5 separate regions of the Mus musculus genome follow, and regions 1, 3, 4 and 5 are each linked to region 2. Evidence: chromatin contacts called from public Hi-C and HiChIP or PLAC-seq data. All regions are on one chromosome and are shown on one strand. The core of a region is the stretch at or near the end of the contact, and the rest is flanking DNA. Distances in the headings are between cores, read along the strand shown.

Evidence for each region. A called contact is a pair of places that touch in the nucleus more often than the background predicts. HiChIP or PLAC-seq counts read pairs in DNA pulled down with a chosen protein or histone mark.
Region 1: a Hi-C map of cortical neurons shows a contact between it and region 2, with 2.1 times the contacts expected there. The contact joins two enhancer-like sites. A contact is called at or near these places in 1 of 15 datasets of contacts at CTCF or cohesin (the NIH/3T3 cell line), 5 of 484 Hi-C or Micro-C datasets (cortical neurons, myocytes, nephron progenitors and 1 more) and 3 of 115 datasets of contacts at active chromatin or transcription factors (the NIH/3T3 cell line, astrocytes and craniofacial prominence).
Region 3: a contact with region 2 is called in a Hi-C map of uterus, with 13 times the contacts expected there. The contact joins two enhancer-like sites. A contact is called at or near these places in 1 of 15 datasets of contacts at CTCF or cohesin (the NIH/3T3 cell line), 13 of 484 Hi-C or Micro-C datasets (the C2C12 cell line, MC3T3-E1-derived osteoblasts, embryonic fibroblasts and 4 more) and 2 of 115 datasets of contacts at active chromatin or transcription factors (craniofacial prominence and fibro-adipogenic progenitors).
Region 4: a Hi-C map of tail fibroblasts shows a contact between it and region 2, with 5 times the contacts expected there. The contact joins two enhancer-like sites. A contact is called at or near these places in 1 of 15 datasets of contacts at CTCF or cohesin (large pre-B cells), 6 of 484 Hi-C or Micro-C datasets (the C2C12 cell line, embryonic fibroblasts, nephron progenitors and 1 more) and 3 of 115 datasets of contacts at active chromatin or transcription factors (craniofacial prominence, embryonic fibroblasts and fibro-adipogenic progenitors).
Region 5: an H3K27ac HiChIP or PLAC-seq map of embryonic fibroblasts shows a contact between it and region 2, with 11 times the contacts expected there. The contact joins two enhancer-like sites. A contact is called at or near these places in 1 of 15 datasets of contacts at CTCF or cohesin (the NIH/3T3 cell line), 2 of 484 Hi-C or Micro-C datasets (myocytes and palatal mesenchyme) and 5 of 115 datasets of contacts at active chromatin or transcription factors (the NIH/3T3 cell line, astrocytes, craniofacial prominence and 2 more).

Annotation. Positions count from the first base shown.
Region 1 is chr8:103,287,422-103,290,234 of GRCm38.p6, forward strand. No RefSeq gene overlaps it. Among named protein-coding and RNA genes, the nearest start is that of Gm39234, 8.0 kb to the right of the region's middle. Within about 2 kb of position 1,305, at least 9 of the 459 cell types and tissues checked have an H3K27ac peak or open chromatin away from gene starts, as enhancers often do. A contact at or near this core is called in cortical neurons, where this site is marked.
Region 2 is chr8:104,021,881-104,024,682 of GRCm38.p6, forward strand. The region is part of intron 1 of Gm32728 (a long non-coding RNA gene); the gene reads right to left. Among named protein-coding and RNA genes, the nearest start is that of Gm32728, 13 kb to the right of the region's middle. Within about 2 kb of position 1,346, at least 93 of the 459 cell types and tissues checked have an H3K27ac peak or open chromatin away from gene starts, as enhancers often do. A contact at or near this core is called in cortical neurons, craniofacial prominence, embryonic fibroblasts and 3 more, where this site is marked.
Region 3 is chr8:103,233,327-103,236,058 of GRCm38.p6, forward strand. No RefSeq gene overlaps it. Among named protein-coding and RNA genes, the nearest start is that of Gm32531, 37 kb to the right of the region's middle. Within about 2 kb of position 1,290, at least 40 of the 459 cell types and tissues checked have an H3K27ac peak or open chromatin away from gene starts, as enhancers often do. A contact at or near this core is called in craniofacial prominence, embryonic fibroblasts, palatal mesenchyme and 1 more, where this site is marked.
Region 4 is chr8:103,213,466-103,216,315 of GRCm38.p6, forward strand. No RefSeq gene overlaps it. Among named protein-coding and RNA genes, the nearest start is that of Gm32531, 56 kb to the right of the region's middle. Within about 2 kb of position 1,311, at least 3 of the 459 cell types and tissues checked have an H3K27ac peak or open chromatin away from gene starts, as enhancers often do. A contact at or near this core is called in tail fibroblasts, where this site is marked.
Region 5 is chr8:103,258,795-103,261,494 of GRCm38.p6, forward strand. No RefSeq gene overlaps it. Among named protein-coding and RNA genes, the nearest start is that of Gm32531, 11 kb to the right of the region's middle. Within about 2 kb of position 1,322, at least 7 of the 459 cell types and tissues checked have an H3K27ac peak or open chromatin away from gene starts, as enhancers often do. A contact at or near this core is called in embryonic fibroblasts, where this site is marked.

The DNA.
Region 1 (2,813 bases), core at 55-2,554, 730 kb before region 2:
CCCCATAGTCTTCTGCAGTTATGTGTTATGCCCAGGAACTGTCAGTGAGAGTTATAGTATACCTCTAAAAACTAATCAATCCAATACATTTCTCTGTATCTCAGAGCTGCTGATTGAGACTACAGGGTCCCATCTGAATTAACCCACTTGATGCTTTCTCATTGCAGTAGAGGTGACAGGGCTTGCACTTATCACAGAGAATATATTTGGTACTTCTTATAGGTTTAATTTTAGGCTTACAGTTTCAGAATCTTATTCAAAATCTATTAGCAAATCAGAGGCAAACATTTCTCTTTTGGACCAAGGTTTTCCTCAGCCAGCATGACTGTCAGGTCACCATGCCATCTCTCTGTTATGTACACAGATGTCTCAGACCAAGTCCTTCAGGACTTCCCAGAACCTTAGCACTTCCTGATTTCCACCAGCAATTATGGCCCATAGAAAGTCTGAGGCTCTTGTACTTTCCTTTCTGGAGGATTAGTCTAGAATGTCAGTACTTTCCCCCTTTTGGGCCCAGTCTCCCAATGACTTTAGTGACATTCCCAGTTAATATTTCCATGACCGATGAAGAAATATTTTCTTATAGTTTTTTTTCCTCCAAGCCCTAATTGTTAATATTGCTTATGATACACAACCCACCAGAAAATCCAAGAGAAAACCCAAAACCCAAACCAGAAACCCCACAGACATGTAACCTCAGAGTGTCTGGGTCATCACTTGAGTTTGCAAATGTCAAAGGTCATCCTACTAAGGCCTCCAATTTGACGTTCTAACCACAGACTAGATTACCACATGACCACCAAGACTAGACGGAGGTTCGCCACTCTACTCTTAATAATGAGGACCCCCCCAAACATGGAAGTGCTACATTGCCCTTCACGGTTTATTTAATACTGATATCTATAATACACCTGAGGAAAATAAGACAAGCCAAAAAGCACACTCAGAGAAAAAGGGGTACACTATACCTGCAAAAGAGAGGCGATACTTAAAAGGCACCACTCATTGAAGAAAACTCGAAGAGATGATTTCAAGAAAGAAAACTGAACTGAACTAAAAGTGTTGAAGCCTTAAAATATCCCCTACAAGGCAGAGTTCCATTCTCACTGGTATGACAAACATTTTCCCGACAGAGGAAATTTAACACATTATATAAATACCCTGATCCGCAAATGCGCTGGTAGTAATAATTAGTTTTCTCCCCTTTCATCTCCGTGGTTTCTGCCCACACATATTTCCTATTTCAAGCTTTGGTGTAACAAATGCATCTTTCGAAGGGGAAGCCCACGCCTTGTTTGCACAAACACAGGTCTTTTTATCGCCACGTGCAGTCTCTCTAGTTCCCAGCGCTGAACAATGAAGCATTTTCTTCTCTCCAAGAGCTCTGACAGAATTCATTTAATTTCCATGTAAAATGTAATCTGCCGGTAATAATAGGTCACTCGCAGCAATTGCATTCAGGCTGCCAGATCACCCATCACTGCGCTAATTGTGGGATAGCGTAATGCACAGCCAAGGTGTGCACTGAGAACTCAGGCTGGGCATTTGTTTTGATGATGCTATGAGGAACACAACAGAAAGTGTCCGCAAATACTATAGGCACTGTCCTTCTCTTCTGAAATGACTGAGAAAGCAAAGCAAGTCTTCTTGTATACTGCACATCTTCAGCTTCAGGACTCTTGATGTCGCCTGCAACACCTACAGGTTTCAGGTATTTTTCCAGATATGGGTAGGTGTTTAAATACTGTGACACCACTGATACAACAGCTTTGGGGCTTCTTGGAGAGAAGCTGAGAGTAACTGGATGATTGTAAGGCCAGGAGGCAATCATTCACTGGTTGGCTATCCCTTCTTTAAAGTATTGATCACAAGCCCTACTTACTTCCTTTTTGCATCAAAGAAAACTGAAGTGCTTTTCTGTGTAGCTTTCCTTATTATAGAAACTTAAATTGACCCCAATGCTGTATTTGCATGTGTATATGTGTCCATATGTGTATGTGTGTGTGTGTGTGTGTGTGTGTGTTGTGTGTGTATGCTTGTGCATATGAGTTTAGGAGTTTCCAAACTCATGAAACATCACAGAAAGTGATAACATAAGGATGGACCTCAAAGATGACGTAGCCCAAATTCCTCATTCAATTTATTTCATCATATCTTATTTTTCTTATAAAGAAAAGTCAGGACCACTGTAAATTATTTTGTTATGAGTTTAATATGAAATGTCCCCCTAGGGTTGTGTGGTGAAGAGTTGCTTCCCCAGCTGCTGATGTTATTTTGGGCACCGTTGGAAGCTTTAGTAAGTCAGGTCTAGCTGGAGGCAGTAAGTTCCCCAGGGGCATGTCTTTATGGGCTGTATCTGGTCCCTAGTTCATTCCTGCTGTCCCCTTGCTGTCTGTCACTGGGTAAGCAGCCTCCTCTACCATATGGTCTCATTGCTATGGTCTCATTGCTATGCTCTCTGCCTCATCGCTGGGCCAGAGCAATCTATCTAGCAGAGCTTGAACTCAAACCTTGAACCTGCAAGACGAAGCAGCTACTCCCTCCTTTAAACTGCTTCACATTTATCACATGTGTGATAAATGGGCATTTATCACCATGACAAAAAACGTCTGATTAACAACACATTTGGAAAGGGTAAAGAAAACAGAGAATCCCTTCCTCCACAGAACCAGCAGTTCAGGTGCTGATGGGAAAGTCAGAGCACAGGAAAACTCTTCTTCCTCAGGAGAGAGTAATATGACGTATGGAGGATGCGAATGCTAGGGGGCATAGCAGATGCCTGAGGAAAATGGGCACCTGAGGCTGCCTGCATC
Region 2 (2,802 bases), core at 96-2,595:
TGAGATATGGGGGGGTTTACGTACTCATTGCTCAGTAAGTCACAAATGTTAGTGACTGTATTAGCTAGCTTTGTGTGTCAGCTTGACACAAGCTGGAGTTATCACAGAGAAGAAGCCTCCCTTGAGGAAATGAAAAACAGCTGTAAGGCATTTTTTTTCAATTAGTGATCAAGTGGGTAGGGCTCAGTCCATTATGGGTGGTGCCATCCCTTGGCTGGGCCCATCCCTTGGCTGGTAGTCCCGGGTTCTATAAGAAAGCAGGCTGAGCAAGCCAGGGGAAGCAAGCCAGTAAGCAGCACCCCTCCATGGCCTCTGCATCAGCTCCTGCTTCCAAGTTCCTGCCCAGTGTGAGCTCCTGTCCCGACTTCCTTTGGGGATGAACAGCAATGCGGAAGTGTAAGCTGAATAAACCCTTTCCTCCCCAGCTTGCTTCTTGGTCATGAGGTTTTGTGGAGGAATAGAAACCGTGACTAAGACAGTGGTGCTCCTGTTCCATTACAGTTTCCAAATGGGGACCTGAGAGTTCATTGTGGCCAAATAAACGAGTTAGGAAACTGAATCCAGGCAACCAGGACAGGATTTCTCTCTTCCAGCCCTGCCTGATGCCTCCCACCACAAAGCCTCCTTGCTTCGCCTTGATGAGGTTTCATCCCACATAAGACACAATCCCAGTTATCCCAGAGAGGGGATAGCAACTCATGGGGTAGCGCTTGCAGTCCGACATCTTTTGTGAGTTGAAAATAAATCCCTGCTCCTCTCTAGGCTGGGTTTTCTCTAGTGCTAACACCCTCTGTACCAAAGAACAAGTTGTTTCTCCCAGCAGAACCCCACGTCTGTCCTACTGACCCTCAGTAGATTTATTTGGTATGAACTTTTGAATGTGGCCCTGCTGCTTAAAACGAGAGAAAGAGAGCACACTGCCAACAGTGTTCAAGTCACGACGGCGGGGGAAAAAAGAAATCAGAGGAGAGGGTGGGGCATGAGGAGAGATCAGGGTGTATTTTTAGGACTCTGTACAGGCCAGAAGTTCCTTTGATGAGTTTAAAAGTAAAAACATGTGTGCTGTGGTTCTGCTTGATTTAGACATGGTGTGGCTAGAGTGCAGTCAGCTTCCTCCCTTGGACTTTCTGATTCGCTGGGGAAAGCCAAAAAGTCTTCCGAAGAAAGAGATGTGCTGAGTGCATCCCACATCCTCCCACCCACATGCCTCTCTTTCTTTCTTTCTCCTCTGCCTTCCTGATCCACGTGGAGTAAGTACCAGAGCAAGTGAGGACCCTGTGTGGTCTGCACAGCACAAAGCTCCAGCCACAGCCTGGGCCCCACCCCAGCAGCTTCAGACAATTGCCTCCAGATGTGTGTGCACTGAGCTGGCCAGGAAGGATGCTGGCAGCCAGGGCTAGAAAGCCTAGCAACTGGTGCCATCCAGGCTCCCAGGCCACACCCACCTACCTCCGCAGACATTCCTTCACAACCTCATCATCTGAGGCCCCAGACAGATTGCAATATTGGGTCTAGGCCCAGCTGCTCAGGCTGTGTGTTCTCACCCAGCTCACTGCTGCTATAGTCACATGGGTTGGAATTGTTCCCTGTGGGAGACTTCACCCAGCTCAGGATCCCAGCTTCTCTGGATCGTAGGACAGTGCAAGGACACATGTCCATAGCCTTCTAGGAGTGGACTGTGGGTTTGAACAGTCAGATGTGCTGGGTCACATTGTGGCAATCTGTTCCCTGCAAACTGCTCTCTCTACGTAGGACCAGACTTTAGCCTCATAGATTCCTATATATCTTCTTCTCCACTGTATTAATCTGTTTCTGTTGCTATGAGTAAAATCCCCTAGGCAAGTTATTTTTAGTGAGAAAGGTGGTCTATTGAGCTCAGAGTTCTGGATGTTCAAGGATATCGCTCAGCTCAGATAAGAACCTCTTGGCAGATGGTGTCACCATAGCAACGGGATGGGATAGGATGGAGACCACAGTTTAAAGGTTCCACTGCTCCTTTTATCACCATCCCAAGCACCAAGATATGAGCTCTCTGGGTAAAAACTATACCCAGACACAACAGGATTTATTCCATAGATGTTACCAGCCCAATTCTACCCAGGCTGCAGAGCTAAGAACTATTAAATAGTATCCATGGTTGGGGACAGGCCCAAATGTTTCGAAGGTTCTTGACCTACTCTTATTCGAAGATTTGAAATAAAAGCCCCCACAAATTTTCAAAAGTATCAAGGAAAGTTTACTTCAGGCAAACCAATAGAAAAGATGAGGGAACACTAGGCCACTTCTTTAGGGTACTCAAGGGACCCAGGTTTCAGCCTAGGGTATCTTTTTATGGGATGTAAAGGAAAGAGAGATTGCTACAATGGGGTGTGGTTTGGGCGGGTCTCCATTTTGATTGAGAAATTAGATCATATAATCCCACTGCCCATGTCCCTTCCCAGAATGCATCTCATTTAATCACATGTGTGCCCAAGTATGCATAGATGCTAGGCAGTAAGTTAGGAGCTCCCCATAAAGGTTAGCTTTGAGAACACGGTTTGCCTTATGCGCATGCACTGAAATCTAGTTCTGGCCTGATCAGCCTGCTGCTCTTCTGACCCAGATTTGTTGGCAATATATTTGAATAAAAACTGCCAAAATCTGGTTATCTTACGGACACAGAGAAATTTACACTTAATGTTTGGAGAGGAGTATCCGTGAAGTCAGTGTAGGTAGGGGTCTCAGACTGCTACGTGGTTTGCTCACAGAGGGGTGTGTGTGCAAAGTACACGCAGATGAAGAAGGTGCATTGTTAGAAGAGAA
Region 3 (2,732 bases), core at 40-2,539, 790 kb before region 2:
TGCAGCTGCCTGATATGCTTATGTTTTGGAGAGGGCATTACTGTGAACTCAACATTTCATTCACTGATTGAGCAAAGAACTCTCTATTCCAGGTTTCTTTGGAATCCTTATAACTTACAATGGGGAAGGAGGCTGCTAAAAAGAAGATAAAATTCCTCTGTCAAATAACTTCAGAAAGTCCTCTGATAAATAAACCAGTTTCCATTGCAGAATTTCTCAGTGTCTTTGAAAGGCCAATATATGTTATAATACACAAAGATAAACATGGTACCTTATAATTACCATAATCTTCTTACTCACAATGCATTCCCTCTACAACAAAACAATATACTAATATCTATTCTTTGGGGAAAGAACATTCACGGGGACAAAAATAGATGGATAGATGGATAGATAGATAGATAGATAGATAGATAGATAGATAGATAGATAGGTAAACCTGGGCCTTTGTTTGCAAAGATCTTATACAGAATGGAAGAATTCCAGGTCAGCATAAGTGCCATTGATGTAGGTTCTCCATATAAATTCGAAATGGTTTCTCCCTGTGTAGCCTGAGCTGGCCTCAAACTCATGCTCCTCTTCCATGTGCTTCTGACTTTTTAGTGCCAGGATTATAGGTGGGTACCACACCAACCATTTCTGACATCCATTCTCTTAACCGTTCTACAACAAGCCTGTGTTGTTCTCAAGTATCCATGAAGGTCTCTTTTGTGCCTTTGGATTAGGAGAAAGGGGAGCTCCAGGTTTTAAGGGACACTTAGAAACTTAGGCATGCTCCATATAGAAGGAAACTGAAGCAAGTCCCATAGGAAACAGAATTTCTTTCCCTAGTCTTTATTTTCTGCTTCCAAATGAACTATATTCAGAAAACTGCTTAAAAAGCTAGGGTAATCTCACCTGTGGTACTGGCCACTCAGTTGACAAGTAAGACACAGAGGTTCACATTGACCAGAGGCTTTACAAAGTTACCAAGAAGGTGACATCCAGAGTACAGGACTCAGAGTTTTATACCACCCCAGCTCTCAAAATGCTTCAAAATCCTCCTTTATGTCACAGTGGGAACCTTGTGGGTGGCTCCCCTCAAACACCCATTCTAAAGAGCAGGAGGAGATTGTAAACTGGTGCCAGGAGTGGACTGGTTTCAACCGCACAACTATCAGGCCCACCCAGGAGTCAACACAGGCTAAATTTGGGCCAAGTTTATTTTCCTTTTCCCTTTGAGTGTGAGGGTGGGAGGAGAAGACTGGAGAGGAAGTGCTGCAGACACACACAGACCCCAAGGGTGTGGGGGTCACAGTTACAGAGAAGCCAGCCAAGCTTGACACGTCATCCCTCTGCACTCACTCAGCCATAGGATGTTTACATTCCTGGTGGTCCTTAAGGATGGACTTGGAGAAGAAAAATATGGCCAGAGAAGATGCTAGGGGGAGAGACAAAAGAGTATACTTCTGTACCTAATTGTCCAAGAAAAAGATGAAGCAATGAAGTTGGGCACAATATTACATGTAAAGGACATGGATCTGACTGTCCTTTACTTCTAATAAGGCTTCTCAGAGCTATGGATTTTGTTCTCTTTTATTCAAATCAAACACTAAGAATTTGGTTACTTGTGAATAAAGTAAGGATTACATATCACATGGAAACACAGTAAGTACGCGATGATATATGTAAATTATTACATAGAATATGTGTTGTGAAATAATCTATATCATATGGATTGTCATGTTTATAAATAATATCATACATGTATAGCAGTCCAATTATGTTTGCTATGTAAAAAAATTTCAAAGGAGAGAATCTTTGGGTACGAATCAGAAGATTAAGCCTTATATGGACTGACACCATCAAAAGCTTTCTGAGAGGGTTGCACAGCCTCCGATACCTCCCCGGGATGAAGTTCCCTGTAACTGTCTAAAGTGAGCTACATGTGTACATTCAAATAAAGAATCTTTCATTTTCCCCACCACTGAAGAAACAAAATGTGAACCCTCTGATAAAGTATGGGCTCTGATAGTTTCCCACACTGATAAATACATGTGTGTGTGTGTGTGTGTGTGTGTGTGTGTGTGTGTGTGTAAAATATAAAATCCAAACAAGGAAATCAATGTCTAGCCATGTATGTAAATGTACAAGTCCTTACTTGGATGCATATGTGGCTTCCAGAGTAGAATATGCCAAGTAGTTTACAGAATGTCATTTGGAACAAAACCAAAATCATACAAAGATGATCTGCTGTTTTATTTTACATTGTCTACTTTATTTCCTAGTTGTCTTTACTGTTTGAATGTTCTCTGTCTCTCTGTCTTTGTCTCTCTGTCTCTTTTTCTCCTCCCCTCTCTCCCTGTGGTGTGTGTGTGTGTGTGTGTGTGTGTGTGTGTGTGTGTGTGTGTGTTTTACAGAAATAAAAGGAATTTGAGTTAAACCAGGAATGAAAGCAAAGGCAGATCAGACTCTGACACTTGAGCCTCCTCTTCGAGTTCTGGGATAGCTTGGCAGCAGGGCTGTTTTTCCAGCTGGGAATCATTTTATTTTCTTGCCCCAAATCCTGGACAGAGCTCATATCCAGCCAGAGGCCAAAGACCTGCTCTGTAGAAAGACATCCACACTCCCTTAAAGAAGGAATGCTATATTCAAGGATGAGCATCAGGTCTTTCTGAAAGGTAGGGGAGTCTTAAGAAGGTAGAGAGGAACTGTCAGAGCCTGATAAGTAAACAGATATGTTATGGTGTCAA
Region 4 (2,850 bases), core at 61-2,560, 810 kb before region 2:
GGTAATGAGGTAATGACCAATTAAATCATGGGCCTTAGTTACTCTGTGTCCTGAAGATCCAGGTCTATACTTTTACTTAATGCTTCATATATATATATATACTTATCCTGTATATAAAGGGCTCTCAGGGTTCTCTCTCTCTCTCTCTCTCTCTCTCTCTCTCTCTCTCTCTCTCTCTCTCTCTGTGTGTGTGTGTGTGTGTGTGTGTGTGTGTGTGTGTGTATGTGTGTGTGTGCCTGCCTGGGTCTATGTGTATATATGTACATGCATATGTGTGTGTGCATGTGTCTATGTCTGTGTTTCCAGTGTACAGTAATACTCAGATGCATCATCCCAAGGGATTCTCCACTATTTTCCTCTGTAGTATCATAAAACTATGTAGATTTAGGACATCTGCAGCTTGTACCAATAAGTGTTCTCTATGGGATCCTCAGTATCCGGCACCTAGAAAGCTGGCAAATTCCAATGGATGTTTGTTGAGTAACTCTCTCATCCCTCCCAACGACAGGATCCTGTAGATTAGGACTATGTTGGCATATCTATCTATCCATCTATCTGTCTATCTGTCTAATCTATCTATCTATCTATCTATCTATCTATCTATCTATCTATCTATCTATCTGTCATATTCTATCTCACATAGTGATTTCCTGGGTGACATTGCTCATTGGAACGATGCAAGTCCTTTCCACACAAAGGTAACTGAAAATTCAGAATCCACAAGAGCCTGGTGAAAACGGTTTCTAAGCAGTGCCAATCTGCACAGCAGCTGGACCATTACACCAAAAGCAGCCCAGTGGTGCCTCATTCGCAGGGGACCTGGGAATGTTTCATGGACCAAATCTAGTCATAAATAATCTCAACCAGTCATAAGTAATCTTTTCTCATCTCATCCCAGCGCTGAACATATATTAAATTGATTAGTTAAGTGTCCCACTTAAGTGTGAAGGGAGGAAAAATGCACCCACATTCTAATTAGCAATTTTTAAAAGTAATTTTATACATACTTTTATGATCAAACAATGCAATATAAAACAAATATTTAAAACTTATCTTAAAACATAGCTAGCCTGATAAGCATAATTTAGCAATCTTTAATGAATTCACCTCAATTAGCCTTTAATTAAATAGCTCATTAAATGCTGATTTGAATACTGCTCATGGAGAAATCCTTGTTCAACTGTTGTGACAGAACAGGAAGTTAATGAAGTTAAAATTAAGTGCAATTTTGAGGGAACAGTCTGAAAGTCATAAAACTACAAGAGCAAACGAGATCTCTGACATCTGACTCATTTCTTCATAACCACAATTCCAAGGCTGAAATCATGTGCAGGGTCAGGGAGGCTGGCTTCATCTCTTTTCCTCAGCTTGGGGCTTTGGATACTGGGGACACAAGACAATGGCTGCTGAAGGAGCGACAAATGAACAATCAAAAGAGATCTGCACATTTTATAAATTCAAGCAAAACACTGAAGAATACAAAGGAAATTACACATTCAGGCATCACCTACCTGAATGTTTTGAGTGTTTTGAATGAAGTGTTATTTGTTCTTCTAATAGCCTTTTATGCCAGTAGCCAAAATATTAGTCCTGTTTTATAGGTAAAGAAATGGAATAACAAAGCAGGCCATGGTGGTTTGTGCTTATCATCCCAGAGTGTAGGAGACTTGAAACAGGAGTATCTATGTCAGGCTTGAGTTATACTGCTAAACTTTAATCACAAAAAGGAAGAAAGACAGAGAGACAGACAGACAGAGAGACAGACAGACAGACAGTGAGAGGGAGAGAGAGAGAGAGAAGTGTAAAGAGAATCTCTCATAAATGTCACCTGTCAATAAAAAAGCAGATACCCAATAAGCTGAGGCAGGAAACAGAAGGTGGGACATTGGCAAGAAAAAAGAGGATTCTGGGAAATAGTAAGAGATAAAAGAGAAGGGAGCCATGGGGGATGAAATGAGAGACTAGATGGGAAACACACTGAGCAGATGGACTAAACCTGCAGGTAAAAGAACTCAGAGATACTCTGAGGGAGACCTGAGGGAGCTGGTGAGGAGACAACAAGGAAGAAGTGGCTGGGACTGAAGGACATGTAACTAAGTGGTAGACACATTAAGTGGTTAAATAGAGAGCATTAGGTGTCTAAACTGTGGGGTAGGTAATATACTATTGGAGGAGAGGAGAGAAAGCCAGGGACAGAGAGGGGAAGAGGGGAAGAAGGGAAGAAGGGAAGAGGGGAAGAAGGAGGGAGAAGGGGAGGGGGAGGGGAGGGGAGAGGGAGAGGGAGAGGGAGAGGGAGAGGGAGAGGGAGAGGGAGAGGGAGAGGGAGAGGGAGAGGGAGAGGGAGAGGGAGAGGGAGAGGAACCTTCCACAGAAGGCTTTGATCCTTTGGGACAAATCTGAAAAGAACCCCAAAGAATCCCAAATTTCCCAGCAAGAAAAATGTAAATATCTCTAGACCTATGGCTGTTCCCTAGAATGCCAGGCTAATATGTAGAGCTGAGCTTTCAGGTCTTCTGTCTAGTTGAGCTACCTTAGGTGGAGGGAGGTGTCTATATCTATTGTTCACAGTTTTGAGAGTAGGACCAAGACTCAGGGTGAACACGGACTTTAGTGGTCAGCACAGAGCAAGGAGAGCTAGTTTGACTTAAGCTATCCACTGCCCAGAAGTATAACTAGACCACTAAGAGAAACCATCTCCAGCCCAGGCTGGCATGATGCTCCAGGGCTCTTCTAGCTGACACTTAGACCCAAGTAGAATTGAGGCATCTAATGCTCCCATGATATACAGAGAGGAAAAGCAATTGATCATGGGGCCTAAAGTTTCCCTGCCTTTCCCCTAATGGCTCAGTG
Region 5 (2,700 bases), core at 72-2,571, 760 kb before region 2:
CTGTCTATTGAAAGCACCAAATAACAGGATGAGGATCAAGTTCAAAGCCAGCGTTTGTTACTCAAGGATCCTTGTCCTGCAGGGTGAACCCCCCTAGAGCAGATGCCTGGCAGGACAGCCTGATATGCTCAGCAGTACAGTGACACATGTAGATCAAAACCTGAACAAAGTCGGAGTCAGGGAGTCAGTCCTCAGAAAAATGCTTCCAGAGAAAGCAAAGGTTTGGATTCATGAATACCAAGTACCCAAATTGACACAACCAATATAAGACCTGTCCTCTTTATAATTGGAATATAAATATTGAACTAGCTTTTCATGGGTCCTAGCTTTACCTGTAAAATCTGCATTCTATGTTCAAACTCCAGGTCCAAGGAAGCAGAAGTGTCATGGCCATGTATTCTACAAAGATTCTGTTCCTGGATGCATGGCTAGTAAACATTTCTTTAGCTACATCTGCCTGCTCAGCAAGTTGGCAGGGGCCCATGAACTGAAACAATGGCGACATGGAAAGACCATTTAGGTACAATGCTGGAATTTTGAAAGCTTTTTGTTCACATAGTAAAAAATAATGGGAAATTAATCTCAACTAGGAGAAGTATGCCACTGGCTATTTCAAGGGATAAAGTATATTATAAGGTAGATATAAATTTAAATATTTTAAAAAGAAATCAATATTCCAAAGGGATGCTTTGGAATGCAAACATCAGAAAGGTGAGGGCTCACTGCTATACTCTGTCACTCCTATACTCTGCAAATGGCCTCAGACAAAGTTCAGTACAATTGGAAAGGTAACTTGGCCCACTGCCCAGAATGAATGTATTGGTTGACATGTCCTCCAAAGAGATCTGGGCAAGTGCATCTTTAAGAAGCTTTGGTTAATCTGTTCCATGATCAGGGTTCTAATTGATGCCGAGATCTCCCATCCATGGTCCTTGCTCACCTCCTCAGCTTTCCTGCCTACTACAGCTCCTACCCATTAACCTTGTTACATCCTCCATCTGTAACTAAATCGAAATCTATGTAGGACTGCAGAGAGAGCTGAAGAGTTAAAAGCACTGGACGTTCTTCCGGACGTGCCAGGTTTGAGTCCCAGCACCCATGTGGTGTGTCAGAACCACCTAGTTCCATGGGATCCTATGCCCTATTATATATAACCTTCGAAGGCATGAGGCACTCACAGAGGATACAGATTTATAGGCATGGCAAAACATTGATACACTTACAATAAAAATAAATATTTGGAAGGAGGTGTTTCTTGAGTCCCAGAGTAGCCATTCCCAGGGGAATCCAGTCACTCAATCTGAGTCACAGTTTCTGTTTCCATAACATTTGAGAACGTTGGAAAAATTTAACTTAAGCATTTACAGAAAAAGTAGAGCTCAGAGCCTCAGTCATGGGCACTTGTTTTTCAAAATCTTCAGTGTCACTAGGGGTTGGAGGAGGTGTGCAGAAAGAGCTACCTTGATGTGTGGATATCCCTCATTCCCTCTTTCAAAATCTTCAGTGTCACTAGGGGTTGGAGGAGGGGTGCAGAAAGAGCTACCTTGATGTGTGGATATCCCTCATTCCCTCTTTAGTTTGGATGATTTAGAATCTCATCACTTAACTATGAGTTTCATTGATGACCTGACATACGTGCTAATGGGAGTTGAGCAGAAAAAAATAAAGGGAGTGAATTAGTTAGGACTTTTAAAAATGATTTAGGCTACACCTAATTTGAGCTGGTTTAAGGAAGAATACGGGTGTTCTGTCAGGAATGGAGATGTTGCCTTCTAATGAGATGACAACATCTTTCCTGGTCCTGGGAACCAGGGCTAAAGATATAAATAAGGTTCATAATTGACTGTCTCTGTTTTCCATCCTCTCCCCTTTTCTGTACTTGATTCATTGTTTTATCTGTGCCTTTTAGCAGCCTTTGTCTGTTCCTAATCCCCATGGTGGAATATGCAGCCCCACAGTACCCATTTGTGAACCAGCCTCAAGGTTCACCATCAATACCTAGAGAATAAAATCTGATTCTCACAGCTAGAGTCTATGCCTGCTCTAGCCAGCTCTGGCTGGTGAGTGAAATAACAGAGAATCAAATAGCCTTCAGAAGCTCTTGTGTATCATCAATGCAAGGTAGGAGAAGTTTGCGTTATTAGGACAAATTGATCCTCTGTAGAACAAGGGAAAAGAGAAGATATTTCTGAGGTAGTGAAGTAAATATTGCTTGGTTCCCATTCTCTGCTGGCAGCTCAGAGGTGAGTCTCTCACTTTGGAAAAGAAACGGCTTAACTATTTTTATATGAGAAACTTGGGCTGAATCAATGGCTCTTACCTTGGCTTATTATTTGATTGATGTGGGAAGGTTTTGGAAATGCTCAATATTCAGACAACATGTTCAGATCAAATAAATCTAAATCTCTAGCTATGGAATCCTGGTATTGATATGTTTTTTTAAGTTCTTTAGATTACCCCAGTCTCCAGCTAAGGTTTACAAGCATTGGACATGATTGGTGATTCTCAAATGAATCACCTGCATCTAGTTAAAATGAGAGCTGTGACTGATTGGGTTCAAGCTTGGTCATGGGATTCTGCCCTGGTAACAATTCCTGGGCAGCAGATATGCTGTCTTGTAGGATATTCTCCAAATATCCAAGCACTGAATCATCTTTCAGTGGTGTTCTATTTCTAAGATGCCAGGAAATGGACTATTTA